2 separate regions of the Mus musculus genome follow, and region 1 is linked to region 2. A link is a contact called in public HiCAR-type data. All regions are on one chromosome and are shown on one strand. Each heading gives the region's core, a stretch centred on a gene start, on an enhancer-like site or on the middle of the called end of the contact. The rest is flanking DNA. Distances are from core to core; before and after follow the strand shown.

Region 1 (6,531 bases), core at 169-2,668, 130 kb before region 2:
TAAAGGCATCTGTCTCTAATAGACCTGGCGACCTGAGTTCAATCTCTGGGTCCCACATGGTGCAAGGAGAGAAATAAGTGTTTCCTAAGGAGAGCGCTAAGAGAGCCCTAAGATTCATCACGAGCAGTCAGATCTCTAAGTCTGACTCACTTAGAGGGAACAGGGTCAGTGACATACATTTGGATAGATCACGCATACAGTTTTGGGGTGGGGCAGACATGCTAATGGCCCCCGGTCCACCAGTGACTGGCCACTCTCTAATTTTCAGAGGTGATGCCTTCCTGGGTGTGGAAGAGGAAATTTCCTGTGTACCATTACCAGGTGTTGCTACAACAAAGCTTACGATAACACAGGAGGCACCGTAGCTAAGGAATCCTGGCTACAACTCTCCGTCACTTTCCAGACTCCCAAGTCCTCTCTTGAAGGATACTCCTGGGAAGCCAGGCAACCTCTCTTTCTCTTCCTCTCCTCTGTCCTAAGTTCACCCTCTCCCAGGACCCAGTCCAGAACCAAGAACTTTAAAATGTATTGACTATATTTAAATATATTCAAAATGTATCATGTTACCTAGGCCAAGAAGACAATTAACTTTTCTTAAATTTGTGATCACTTATATATTGGACATTCAATAAATACTCATTAAACAAATCTGACTGGATTAGAATATTAATGTGACAAATACTGAAAAGAAAGGATATCCAAAATCCTTGTGGGGCCAGGTGAGGAAGTAACCACTCAGCTGAACCGGAGATAGCTAAGGATGCGTGTGACTGAGAAGGCAGGAGATGATAGCTAAGGATGTGTGTGACTGAGAAGGCAGGAGATGGTAGCTAAGGATGTGTGTGACTGAGAAGGACCCAGGGCTTAGGGTGGGGTCATGTGAGGGCAGAAGAAGCAGGGTACTCAGGAAACATGAAACAGTGTCTGTGGCTGGGCTGTATCATGTCAAGAAGAGAAGCAGTGGTCCAGGTAACCATCCATGGAGAAGATAGAGGGGTGTAAGGTATGGTGTCTAAGCAGCCAAGGTGACCGGCGCAGTTAAAGCAAGGCCTCAAGAAGAGCGCTGTGGCGCTGCCCGATTTCCCTCTGTTACATATGCCAGAAGAGTTTGCTCTGCCTCATCCCTTCCTGCTGTCAAGAGATGAAACAAGACAAAAATATCCTTGTTCTCCCTGCACTGGGGCATGAAGGCTTGGGCTAGGATTTTAATAGATACTGATAACATCTGATGTCACTGTCCCCAGATGTGAAAGTGGCAGCTCCCAAGTGGCAGCAATGTTGAGTGATTGACTCTGAGGGTCTCCCAGGGCTCTTTTGGCAAAGTGCAGATAGATTCTAGGCTGAGTCACTTAGGCTAGTGCACAGGCCCAGTCTAGTAACCAAAAAACTTGGGAGGGGCCAAAATTTTAGTCATGGATATTTTCTGATTCACGTTGACATTGTCGTGACCTTCAGTTCCTTTAGAGTCCTTAGGAAACATCACGGGGCTCTGACCTAAGACAATTAGAGCTGGCCATCCTCCAGCACTCTGAATGCCACAGGGCCTGGCAAGGGCTGTTGAGTGGCCATGTCGTGCCTGGTTCTGGTCAGAGACTGTCAGTGATGGGGGAATTTTAGAGTTAATGCAAACAAGTCCACGCCGTTGTTCTGAATCCATGTCCCTAGAGAGCTGATGCATCCTGGACCACAGAGAAGGACAGCAGTAGGAGGCTGCTAACTGATGCTGACATGGGTCAGTGTTGCTTTATGGGTCATTCTCCAAAGCTGGAAAGAGGCAAGAGGATTTCTTTCTTGAAAGAAAGAACCAGAATTCTTAGATATAGAGTAGAGCTATAAGAATCAGGGATACTGAACAACACTGTAGACAAGATGCATCTTGGAAAGTTTCCCAAACACCTGGGCTTGCCTGGACAAAAAGCATTTCCCAGTTCCTTTAAAATGTGAATCATCCTGCATTCATCAGAAGGAAAGAAGGAAGAAGGTGCTAGCATCAAGCCAAGGCAGGGGGTCAATTATCAGTGCTGTACCGAGTTCCCTGCCAGGCCTGCCAGGCTGGCCCACACAAGGTCCTGAGGATCACTTGTCTCTCTTCAGGTAGCTTGCAACCCAGGTATCCATTCACAAATGGGAAAATGGCCTGTGTTGGGCCTGTCATGGGAGATGGCAGGTTTGGGCTGGCCCAGGTACCCTTTTCTCTCTCCTTCTGACTGATTGTCTGTTTCTAAGTCACCTTTAAATGTTGAAAACCACTGCTTGTCACCTTGCCAAGTTCCCATGCTCTTACTTAAAAGTGAATTCACACACTGGATGTTTTTGACATTTGAAGATTACTTGCTTCTTTGGGCAATTTTCTTGTTTGCCATCAGGAAGACGCCTGTAGTTCTCTATACATTTGGGGGAAAGGTGAGGTGCAGGATGCGTGGAAGAAACTGGTAGGAGTAGGAAGGGGTCAGGACAAGTGATCTGTGGATGGTACGTTAGGTGTAAGATTCTTGCTAATACAAGGGTTACAGTGACTTGATGTCGTGTCATCTATAGAGTCATGCTGGCATTGGGTTAGCCACATAAAGCTCATCTCTCTGAAGAATCTAACCATGGGATGGGTCCATGGATGGAGAAGCAGTAAAGGGATGGGTACCAGGCCTGCTGGTTCTACTCTAACAATGCCCCGATGCTGTGTGACCATAGTTCTCTAGGGCAAAGAGCTTGTTATTCCAGACCCATCACCATGGTTGCTGGGCTATTATCCTCTCTGCTATTCTGAGCTGAGATGACGTTAATTAAGAACTATGGCTGGAGAATTGAGCAGTGCATAAAGCACTTACCACACAAGCACAAATGTCAAGTTTAAGTCTCCAGAACCCACATGATCTGGACTGAATATCACATGTCTGTGATCACAGTACGTCTACAGCAACTTGGGAGAAGGCCACTGAAGAATCTCTGCGTGCTCCCTGGCCAGCTAGCCTGGTGTATGTAGCTGTAAACAGCAAAAAGACTCTGCCTCACACCAAGGTACAAGGCGAGGACCAACACCTGAGGTTATCTTCTGACATTTACCCGTGTGCCTTGGCAAGACACTTGAAAGAATCCACTCACACGTGAAGGAAGATCCCTCTTTCTGTCCTTCTCTAGATCTAGACCCAGGGGGAGACAGAGGAAGAATGACGTGGATCCCAACTTTTATTTAAGACCCCAGAGCAACTCGTGACACAGGGGTGAAAACCCCGGCTTCCTGGCAAGGTAGTTTTATCCCAAAATGTCATGTGTTCCTCCTCCTCCTCCTCCTCCTCCTCCTCCTCCTCCTCCTCCTCTTCCTCCTCCTCCTCTTCCTCCTCCTCTTCCTCTTCCTCCTCCACCTCCTCCTCTTCCTCCTCCTCCTCCTCCTCCTCCTCCTCCTCCTCCTCAATTCCCTGTTTATGTCTTGCATTTCTTTCTACAAAATGCAGTGTTGACTTGGTATTGGAGGCCCTTATTTTGTTCCTGGCTCCATCCCCCCCCCCCTGGAGCTGATCTTCTCCCTCGTGGGTTCAGTGGGACAAGGTGCTCTGCTACGACACGGTGTGGTGGCATCAGGCTAAGAGATGGTAAACTGAGGCTGATTTTGCTCAAAAGTAAGATCATTTCACTCGACAAACGGCGTGAGAAGAGACTGCTCTTCTTGAAGATGACTGTAAACCTCATGCCTGGACTCCTCAGCACTCCTAGCTTTGTTGTTCTCGGATGGAGTCCACTCCATAAAAGGACCGGAAAATAGAACTCTTGAGGACAGGATAAACGATTAGGGATAATTTCATTTTGAAAGAAACAGGCTGAGGAGGGACCTAATTGTCTTTGAAGGATCCTCCTGCAGAAGACAGAGATGGGTTGTTCTCCATCCCACCAAGACAGAAGGCAAAGTGGATCTCAAATGGATGGGCAGAGCCTCCAGTCTCTTTCATGGAGAGCTTGGGAAGACTGCATAGATGAGGTGGCTGGTATTTTATTGGAATGAAAACAATTTAAAGCAAGGAATTTGTACAGAGGGGAAGACTGGGATACCTCAGGAGCTAGAGAGAACATCAGGGGCAGAGGCAGTGGATATGGTGAGGACTGTGAGTACTGATGAAAAATGTGTTTGTGCTGACTGCCCTACAAAGAATGGAAACCCCCTCAGATAAAGGATAGGGCAGGAGGCAGGGCTTGCAGGGGAATACCTAGGGCTGCAGTGGCCAGCTGAAGCCTCTACCATAGGCATGCAGACACTGTAGTGCTTTACCCGGTATGGTAAATGCTTTGCCCTTGGTCTGACTTATAAGCCAGATCCTTTTGGGGAGGCAGACTAGGACTGCCCCAAACTACAGAACCTGGCCCGTCTCAGATGGGTCTGCAGCCAAAGGAGAAACATGCAGACACAGCAGTTTCCATAAAACTAAGTGCACTCCACTTGAAGTGCTGGCCTTTGTTCTGACTGTGGCCCATCAGTCAGGACTCTTTGTTGCAAGCAACAGAAATGGATTCTAGCTAACTGAAGCAGAAAGGAGAATTAAAAGGACATTAGGCAGTCCAGAGTCTTGAGGGAGGCAAAGCACCAGGCTCACTGGCCGCGTGGCCAAGAATGACTGACACCCATTCCACCCAGATCTGGCCCTCCCCCAATCTACCAGCATGTTCCAGCAGCACACTAGTCCCAGATAGTGGGTGCTACTACCGCTATCATGACACACAGTTCACACTCCTTTGCATCATTGACATTGGATGTATGCCTGTATGTGTCAAGTTGGTGGAAGAGGGGAAGCAAGCCGACTTACTGCTTACAAGTCTGAGTGTGCACGTGTTCTTTCTCTTATTAAGATGGCTAGCTGTCTAATTAGTCCAGGATTGTTACCTTGCAAAACTTAATGCAGATGACCTATTAATGCGCCCCTAGATGGTTTAAGAGTCTGGTGGCCCATGAGACCCCAAAGACTGAGGATTTAGGTGCTAAACTACCTTAGTCTATATCCCAGGACAACACACCCACTTATGAGAACAGGCTTCTCTGAGTAACTCAGCATCCTTCACTCCCATTTCCCATCTGCAGATAATACTCAGTGATCAGGATGGTAGTGAACAGTGAATAGGAAAGCATGAATAAAGTGTGGATAACCAGCAACCAAGAAGAGATTGCTGGGGAGTAAGGGCTGAAACTGATCAGGCCAGCTCTCTGGAGGCTGACCCCAAATCATGCAGGACATCCAAGAACCAGCTCTTATGCCTGCTAGAAGTATAGCACTGCAATTATTGCTCCCTAGGGACATCCAGAGTCCCCAAGGAAGCTCGCTTATCTCTTCTCTGCTTTTACCTGTAGGCTAGAAGGAAGCTGTTGTATTCTCATATACAATTATAGATCATCTCAGGCTCAGAAACTTTAACCCATAGAGACAGAGGGTCTCCCAGTGGGTGAGTTGATGACAGAGTCCAGCCTCAAGCCCAGGCTTGTCCTGGCTGGAGGGCTCTGGACTCCTTTGTTCTGTGAGGTTCATGGGTGTGTTGTTTAAGATACTCCCAATCTTCTGCCAGCAGATCTCCTGCCCAGACATGTAAAGAAAGCCCTCCTCTAGAAGCTATTTGATATTCTGCTGCCTATCCAGTGTGGTAAATATCTGGATAGGTGGCCAGCTTCATGGTCCTCACCCTTCTGGACAGGCTTACTTTCCTTTCCCATTTGGGACCTCCATCTTTGTTCTTTTTACTCTGCAAAATTTTTTGAGCCTTGTTCATGCTCAAAAGAGAAGTTGTTTCCAAGTCTTCCTCTTTAGCAGACCTCACTATTAACTGTAAGATTTGTCACACTAGCCTGGAAGGATCATCTCCCTAGGAGATCCTGTAAGTATCTCCATTACAACTCTGACATAGCTCAACCTTTCCTTCTAGCTTCATGCCCTTCTCTCTACCTGTGTTTCTATCACATAGCCCAGCAGAGAACCCTGGAATATTCTGAAACCTTCCTCCCTCTGATTCCCACATCCAGCATATCTCAGACCATGCATTCTTCCCATTCCTGCATCTGTCCACTCTTCTCTGGTTCCTACATGGGTACAGCTCCATATTCTTTCCTTGGGTTTGGGACAGCCCTGCCTACTTCTCATTGGCCTGTGGCCAAAACCATCTATTAGGGGTGTAAAGTCTATTTGGACATCTCTCTCTACCAGCTGTAGCTTTACGATACCATTTGGAGAACAACTCACTGGCATTGCCCTCATGTGAGAACCATGCAGACCACCTTTCTGTCTTTTGGACTGTGAATTAATAGAGGACAAGATCTGCTCTGTTTATTTCTATAACTCCCAACCCCATCACAATGCTGGCCCATTATGGACACGCCAAGAGAGCCCACTGAAGGGGAGAATAATCCATATAGTCCACTGTAGGATCTTACCTGCTCACTGCAGCAATGGGTTTCCCAAACTAGAGCCCTTGCCCTTGCAGCCCCACCCCTGTCTGAGCTCCTTTCCCATCTCCCCTGTGCTTTTCAATGGACTGGGGCCTCATGCCTACATCAGATAGATT
Region 2 (7,228 bases), core at 4,364-6,863:
TGTTTTAATAAGTGTCTGCCTAAGTCATTACCCTAGAAAGAACTGCACAATGGATATGTGTGCCCCAGGGGAGAAAAGGATGCTCACAGTGTTCTTGGTACCCGTGCATTAGTGACAGGGTGGATGGAGTGCTAGTGGTGTTACACCCAGATTCTGGGGCTCAGACTTTCCAGGGCTCAAGGGGACACAGCACAGCAAAGGTTGAGTGGGATCCTGAATGTACCTGTGTGAGCCTTAGACCCAGCTCAAAAGGACATGTTCTATCCAACTTGAATTGACTCTGCTCTATGACCAAGATCAAAAAGAGCCACTGTGAGACACGAGGGAGAATCTGTTCCTTTCACGCTCCTGACTGTGGCTGCTCTCATCAGAGGTGGTCAGCCTGATGACTGGGATGAGAGCGAGGAGAGAGAGCAGCAAGTCTAGCCAGCTGTCTCCTCCTGTCAGAAGAGAAGACGGGTGGGGGGCCATGATGGTAGATATTATAGCATTCATTCATTGTTTTTAGTGATCCCTCCAAGGAACTAGGGACTGGCTGAGCCCTGACACACAGTGAGTAGATGAGAGGTAGGGATTGTAGTGAGAGAACTCAAGAGTTCCATTGCCTTGGTGCAGGTCCTGTCTGTCACTTTCTAGCTGAGTGACTTTGGTCAAATCAAATACAGTGGCACATGCCTGTCATCCCAGAGGCAGGAGGACCAAGATTCAAGGATGGTCTCAGCTATACAGTTCAAGGCCATCCTGAGCTATGTGATATTGAGATTTGATCTTATAAAAGAAACAAAGTAAGTAGAATGGCCAGAAAAGGCCTCGCTGATCTGAGAAAGGGACCTGAAGGAAATGACCAGCAGAGGATTAGTAAGTTGTGTGGAGTCTTAAGGCAAGAAGGGTCCTGTGCTGGAAAGCCTGTAGGAGGCTGGTCTGCTAGAGGAGAGTTGGTGAGGGAGCAAACGGTCAAGAAGAGAAAGTGCACCACAGACTTTTGAAGCTTTAAGGGTTTGACTCCGTGGTGATTTGGAAACCACTGCAGGACTGGGAAGCATGAGATAGTCTGACTTGCACTTGGCTGTGTTGTGGAAGATGCATGGACAGGAAGGAGGGAGACTGGTTAGATGACTGGCAGAAATCCAGGTGAGAGGCTCAGGTGAGGGTAGCCAAGGTAGAGGTCAATGAAAAAACGTGATTGTAGTTGCAAGATCACCCACAGCTATTAGCCCTGAGCTTGATCTATAATGAGCATGTTAGTCAGAGGGGTGCAGGTCTGCAAGACACAATGACGACGACCCCCAAGAGAAAGAGCTTCAGTGTGAAACTGAGCTTTCTTCCTGGGACCAACACTTGCTCCTTCATGGCCGCCGGGGACCAGCCATCTAATCTCAGAGCCTTAGTTTGCCCCTCCATAAAGTGTAACTGGTACTGTCCCTCATGCTGTAACAAAGACAGCTCTTGACTGGTATGTGTGCAAGCACTGTCCTGTAGACGCTCCCTGCCTGGTCTACCTTTGCCATCTTGCTCTGGTATGAAGCACACAGCAGAGAGAAGCACCAGGTCAGGAGATGGACACCAGCAAAGGTCAGGAATGTGGGGAAGGACAGCAACAAAAAGAGGGGGGTGCTCCCTGCTGATATCATCCTGAGATTTCCCCTTCCTATGGCAGTATACCCTGAGGACCATCGTATATCTGAGTGAGTAGACCAGAATACGCTGCCCCAGTAAATAGAGCCACTTCCTATGTGTCTGGGCAGGGCATCAGGCCCAGCATCTTCTTTGGGAAAGGGGCACTACCAACTCCTAGGTCATCCTGATGGTTCCTGGCTAGTGGACACCCTCCTATCCAAAGCCCAACGTCTGAAGCACCTTTGTTGAACTCACTAGACACCTGGACTAGCCCTGCTCCATACACTATGGCTACTGGCTGTAAATGGACTGCTGTGTATGCAGATGGAGCCAGGCCAAGCCAAGAACAGATGGTCACCTCCTCATTCCAGAGTCTACTGCAGGCAGCTGAGCCTATTGGCTTGTTTGTAGTTCCCCAGAACATACTCAGGGGTCCTAAACCTACAACCCCAGTTCTCCTTGGGGCCTGATTCTCTTGAACTCAGGAGACCCTAGATCTGCACAGAAGTAGCTCTGGGCAGAGATATGAGTAAGACTGTACCCAGTACTTCCCCTCAGGAAACTGGCAAGAGTTGGCAATGTTATGTGGCTTCAGAATGTGGCATGTGATAAGGCACATAGGACCCTATGGAGTGAGGTTAGGGGACACAGGATGGGGACACAGAGCATCATAGAATCATGAGGCCTCCTAGAGGAGAGGATAAGTGGAAAGTGAAGGTGGACTTGACCGCAGTGGGGTGTTAACTAAAGCCATCCTTTATGCAGAAATCTCAACTGAGGCATAGGATGAACAAGAAATCTGGAAGAGCACACCCACTAAAAACAGGGATTGGCACCTTTGGGGCCTCTCAGAGCTCCCCCTGCAGTAGATCATTCATAGCAGGTATGCCTATAACCCCAATATTCCTGATGCCAAGACAAAAAGATCACATACTCCAGGAAAACCTGGGCTAAGTGTAGGTAGCCTGGGCTACAGAGAAAAAAAAAAAAGAAAGATGTAGGAAGAGGGAAAAAAGAAAAAGTGAAGAAGAAAATAGTTAAACTACAAAAAATAAGGAAGTTGAGCACAGCTTTGGGAGGAAATATAAGAGCGTACCCTCCCCCTCCCCCTGCCTAGTACTCCTCACCATAGCACTGATCCTTCAAGTATATAAGTCTGTCCATGCCGCAACTTAACAGAAGCACCCCGCTTTTAGGTTTGGCCCTCTGAGAAAGGAGCTGATGCAATGTTGAGCCCACAGTTCAATGCCAGCAGCGGCTACTTTCATTTCAGTGAATGTGGGCTTTCTGAGACAGCTATTATTAACACCAGCACCAGATATGACTGGGGGTCCCAATAGTTACCCCTAGAGTAGTTTGGGTCAGACAGGGTAAGTTGAGATGCAAATAATGGGAGAAGGAAGAAAGAAAAAAAAACCTACAGCTGCTGGCATCCACTGAGTCGAGCCGTGTAAAGGACTGGTTACGTAACCATTGTGTCATAGGGTCTGCACTGAGAGTGGGCCGAGCTAGGGCAGCCTGGCACCACTGTCCTCACAGGCTGGGTAATCAAGACAGGCTTCTGGGAAGAGGGTCACCAGAGTTAGGCCTGAGCAGTGCAGAGGTTGTAGGTTGTGATACTTTGAGGGAAGAACACAGTCTGAGGTCCTTCTTATTCACACCCCTTCCATAGGCCAGGGCAGCTCAGGGGAACTTATGCAGTATGTCAGGGCAGGGCCCTAAGGGTCATGAGATGAGACACTCTGCTTTCAATGGTGTGGCAGCTCTGCTGGGCTAAAGACAAAGGTCCCAGAGAACCAATTGTCTTATCAAGGTTGATGGAACCATAGTGGCTTTAGTGGAGCACACGCCAGAAAATAAAGCAAGATGATGCTGAGGCTAAGGCTAGCCGAGGGTTTATCACTTAAAGAAAGGGAGGGAGGGAGGGAGAGGAAGGGATAGAGGGAAAGGGGGTGGGAGAGAGAGGGAGGGAGGGAGGGAGGGAGGAAGGAAGGAAGGAAGGAAGGAAGGAAGGAAGGAAGAAAGGAAGAAAGGAAGAAAGAAAGGAAATAGTGATAAATTTAAAAATTAAAAGAAACCCTTAAAAATGGCCAAAGAAGACCCTGTCTGAGTCTTCTTTCTGAGCTTTGGGTCTTGTTTATTCAAGTCCCCTTGTCCCAGGCATGAATGGATGTTCCTGGTCTCTTTGTGTGTCAGCACCAGGTTGACAAGAGTAGATGTCTACCTAGTCTCTGCTTCCCCTGTCTCCCAGAGATGCTATAAAAGTCTAGCGAGGCAGTGGAGGCTTCAGAAACCTGGAAAGTGGGGGACAGCCCTCATTTCTCAGCTCCTTGTCTGGAGCCCTGGGTCAGAAAGATGATCACAGTGAAGGCCACTTCTGCCCCAAGTCAGACACAGGGAAATCCACAGACACAGGGAAATCCAGAAGGAAGACCCTGAGGACACATGATGCTGGTCTACATGAGGCCAGCAGCCCTGGGCTGCCCAGTGGGGTCCAAATGGCAGCCGAGAAGCCAAGTATCCCTGCTTGGTTAATCTAAAAATAAACAGAAAGGCAACAAAAATCTATGTTTCAATTACTGCACACAAGCTGTTCAAACAGCCAGCTCCGCACTAGAGATGTGAACTTGTCAACGGAGGCTGCCTCGTTTGCATGCTTCGGTGGTGATAGAGCTCAACCTCGCAACAGGCTGCCCTCTGCTCTTGGCCGCTGCATTTTTTTAAATTTAATTAAAAACATGGGCATAGAGTGGAGACAAGGAAAAATCGTAGGCAAGTATACCTGGGTGATGGCTTCTAGGCAAAGACAAAGAAGACTGTGTGGTCTGAGAAAAGCTTGCTGCTGGTGTGGAGATCAGCTTCAGGGTGGAGAACACACAGTGGCCAGGACAAAGGGCACAAATCACTCCTATGTGGCCCCAAGCTCTTTTCCCTTGAAACTCACTGTAGACACTGAGGAAGCCTGGGTCTTGGGTTCTGAAAGCCAACGTGCTGGTCACTGAGCAAATGGGAGTCACTCTCTGTTCAGGAGAGAGATCTTATCAGGGTCCACGAGTGACAGGCAAAGCCAGGGCTTCTGTTCCCAGCCACACTATCTGTGTTCACTCACATGCAGCCCTAAGGAAGACAGTCTCCTCTCCAGAGTGTAAGGACCCCAGCTCAGTTGCCTAGGACTGGCTTAGGCCAGCTGCTACCTCCCCATAGCCATAAAGGTTTTCTGTCTTCCATCTTCGCGGTGTTTCTAAGTAGCAGTATCCGTCTGCAGACAGGAACCAGTCAGATCCTGCTCTTACCTGCCCCTCAGTATCTTTCGGTGAGCCAAATGTGATGGGAAAGAAAGAGAGCAGTGTCTCCCAGGGATTTGGCCAGGAAAGGGCAGTATATAGTCTCACCTGGAGCATGCATGGGGATTTGAATGGGAGGGAAAGGGTATGAGGTCCCAACTCACGGAAGAGAAAACCACATTCGCCAGGAAGGATTTGTGTGAGCAAGATATCTCCACCCCAGGTGGAGAGGAGAGAGGAGAGAGAGGAGCCTAGAAAACCAGGCACATGCACTTAACTCGGGTAAAGGTTCCACAAATCCTGCGTGCCGAAGGAGCTGTCGGTTCCACATTCTCTCTGGACAGGGATTTTAATGTCCCCAGCCCTCGAGCAATTCTGTAGCCATCAGCCCAGACGCTAGTTACTTGGTGAAATAAAAGAGCAGTCGAGTCTTTCCCAAGGAAGATAATATCCTGTCATAGGCAGTATGATCTGCCGGCCATGTGACGGCTGCTCCCTAATGTTTCCAAATAGACTTTTGAATAGACTCTTGTCTAGAAGAAAGCAAATTGCAAGAGCATTTTTGGCAGCCAAATAGAGCACACGCATCAGTCTTTTTTCTCTGCAACTGGCTGCTGGGTCTGGTTCCAGGCACCGAGTAGGATCCATTCATCAGCCTGGGTCACTGATGGACATCATTTCCTGTGGAGCGCTAGCATGTTGAATTAGTCAATTCTCCAAGATCCCGAATAATCAGGCCTGCCTGAGAGGCAGCCAGGAGCAAGTGGGAGGGTCTACCCAGAGAAGAGAACTAACTGCAGAATTCTGCTCCAAAGACCTCTATCGGGGCTTTGCAAGACTGTGGGGAAAACAGGGCTCCAATTTCAGGGCTTCCATCCTCTGCAGAGCCAAGAACATGAATAAGAAGGGGAGCCAAGATGGCTATTCCTAATGAGAAACTAGTTAATCCTCCCAGACCCGCCATAGCTCCCTCATCGATCCGGTGTCTACAAGCATCTAATTTATCCGCGCCTCCTCTCTTCCCTCAGTTTATGCTGATATTATGTTGCTAACTGTCATTTCCAATATCTTTTTTATTTTTCATTATCACCATTATAATGATTTACACCAGAAGCGATAGCACAAATGCCTAGTCAATTAGTCCCGTGAGAAAAGTCTCTGAATCATGTATGCTTTTTGGGGGGGAAAAATCACTACTACATCAAAACCCACAGCCAGAATCTCTCAAACCAAAGGCACACACAGGAAGGGAGGGACGGAGAAAGAACGTTCTTTCAGTACCGCTCATCTGAAGCCGGCACTGGGTACAGCCTCTCCCAAAAGGAGGTTGCTTTTTGTTTGGTTGGTTGGTTTGCAGGGAAAAAAAAGAAGGAAGGAAGGAAGGAAGGAAGGAAGGAAGGAAGGAAGGAAGGAAGGAAGGAAGGAAGGAAGGAAGGAAGGAAAGAAAGAAAGAAAGAAAGAAAGAAAGAAAGAAAGAAAGAAAGAAAGAAAGAAAGAAAGAAAGAAAGGAAGAAATTGGGCCCAGGAAAAGGAATTTGTGGCATTTTCCCCTCAAACCTATTATCTGAAAAGCATTTTGGACATTTGTCATTTTAGGTCATATATTAAGCCCTGTAATTATGGAATTTGGATTTTCTCAAAAGTAGCTCTGCTCTCCCCGACACCACAAGGCCATTGAGAGTACTGAAAGCCTAGGCCTAGGGCTGAATCCTGGCCAGCTAACCCGAAAGATTCATAGGCTGCTGTGTTCTACCTCCAACCTGTTAAAACATACAATCCTGAGAAGCACTGCTGGTGAGCTCTGAGATGCTGTTTCTTTACTCTTTCTGTTTTGTTTGGTTTTTGAGACAAGATTTCTCTGTATAGCCCTGGCTGTCCTGAAACTCAACCTGTAGACCAGGCTGGCCTCAAACTCACAGGAGCTTCTGCCTCCTGAGTGCTGGATTTAGGATTCAACATGCTAGTGCTCCACAGGAAATGATGTCCATCAGTGACCCAGGCTGATGAATGGATCCTACTCGGTGCCTGGAACCAGACCCAGCAGCCAGTTGCAGAGAAAAAAGACTGATGCGTGTGCTCTATTTGGCTGCCAAAAATGCTCTTGCAATTTGCTTTCTTCTAGACAACCACCACCATCCAGCTGATGCTGTGTTCTAACAGGCATCCCAGTGATGGGCAGCTGCTGGCCCACTAACAGGTTCTCTGAAAGAGGACTGAGGCCTTGTCTCCAGCCATCAGCTTCCCCCTCTTCCAAACTTACAAAATTCTAAGGTGAATGCTACTGTACCTCCACCATTGGGAGGCTGTGAAGAAAATGTGGTGGCTTT

Evidence for each region. HiCAR-type assays count read pairs that join an accessible place to other places.
Region 1: a HiCAR-type map of fibro-adipogenic progenitors shows a contact between it and region 2, with 2.2 times the contacts expected there. The contact joins two enhancer-like sites. A contact is called at or near these places in 2 of 484 Hi-C or Micro-C datasets (the HL-1 cell line and nephron progenitors) and 2 of 115 datasets of contacts at active chromatin or transcription factors (embryonic stem cells and fibro-adipogenic progenitors).

Annotation. Positions count from the first base shown.
Region 1 is chr12:5,345,673-5,352,203 of GRCm38.p6, reverse strand. The region is part of intron 1 of Klhl29 (kelch-like 29); the gene reads left to right. Among named protein-coding and RNA genes, the nearest start is that of Klhl29, 27 kb to the left of the region's middle. Within about 2 kb of position 1,418, at least 27 of the 459 cell types and tissues checked have an H3K27ac peak or open chromatin away from gene starts, as enhancers often do. A contact at or near this core is called in fibro-adipogenic progenitors, where this site is marked.
Region 2 is chr12:5,218,521-5,225,748 of GRCm38.p6, reverse strand. All of the region lies in intron 2 of Klhl29 (kelch-like 29), which reads left to right. Among named protein-coding and RNA genes, the nearest start is that of Gm51980, 60 kb to the left of the region's middle. Within about 2 kb of position 5,613, at least 19 of the 459 cell types and tissues checked have an H3K27ac peak or open chromatin away from gene starts, as enhancers often do. A contact at or near this core is called in fibro-adipogenic progenitors, where this site is marked.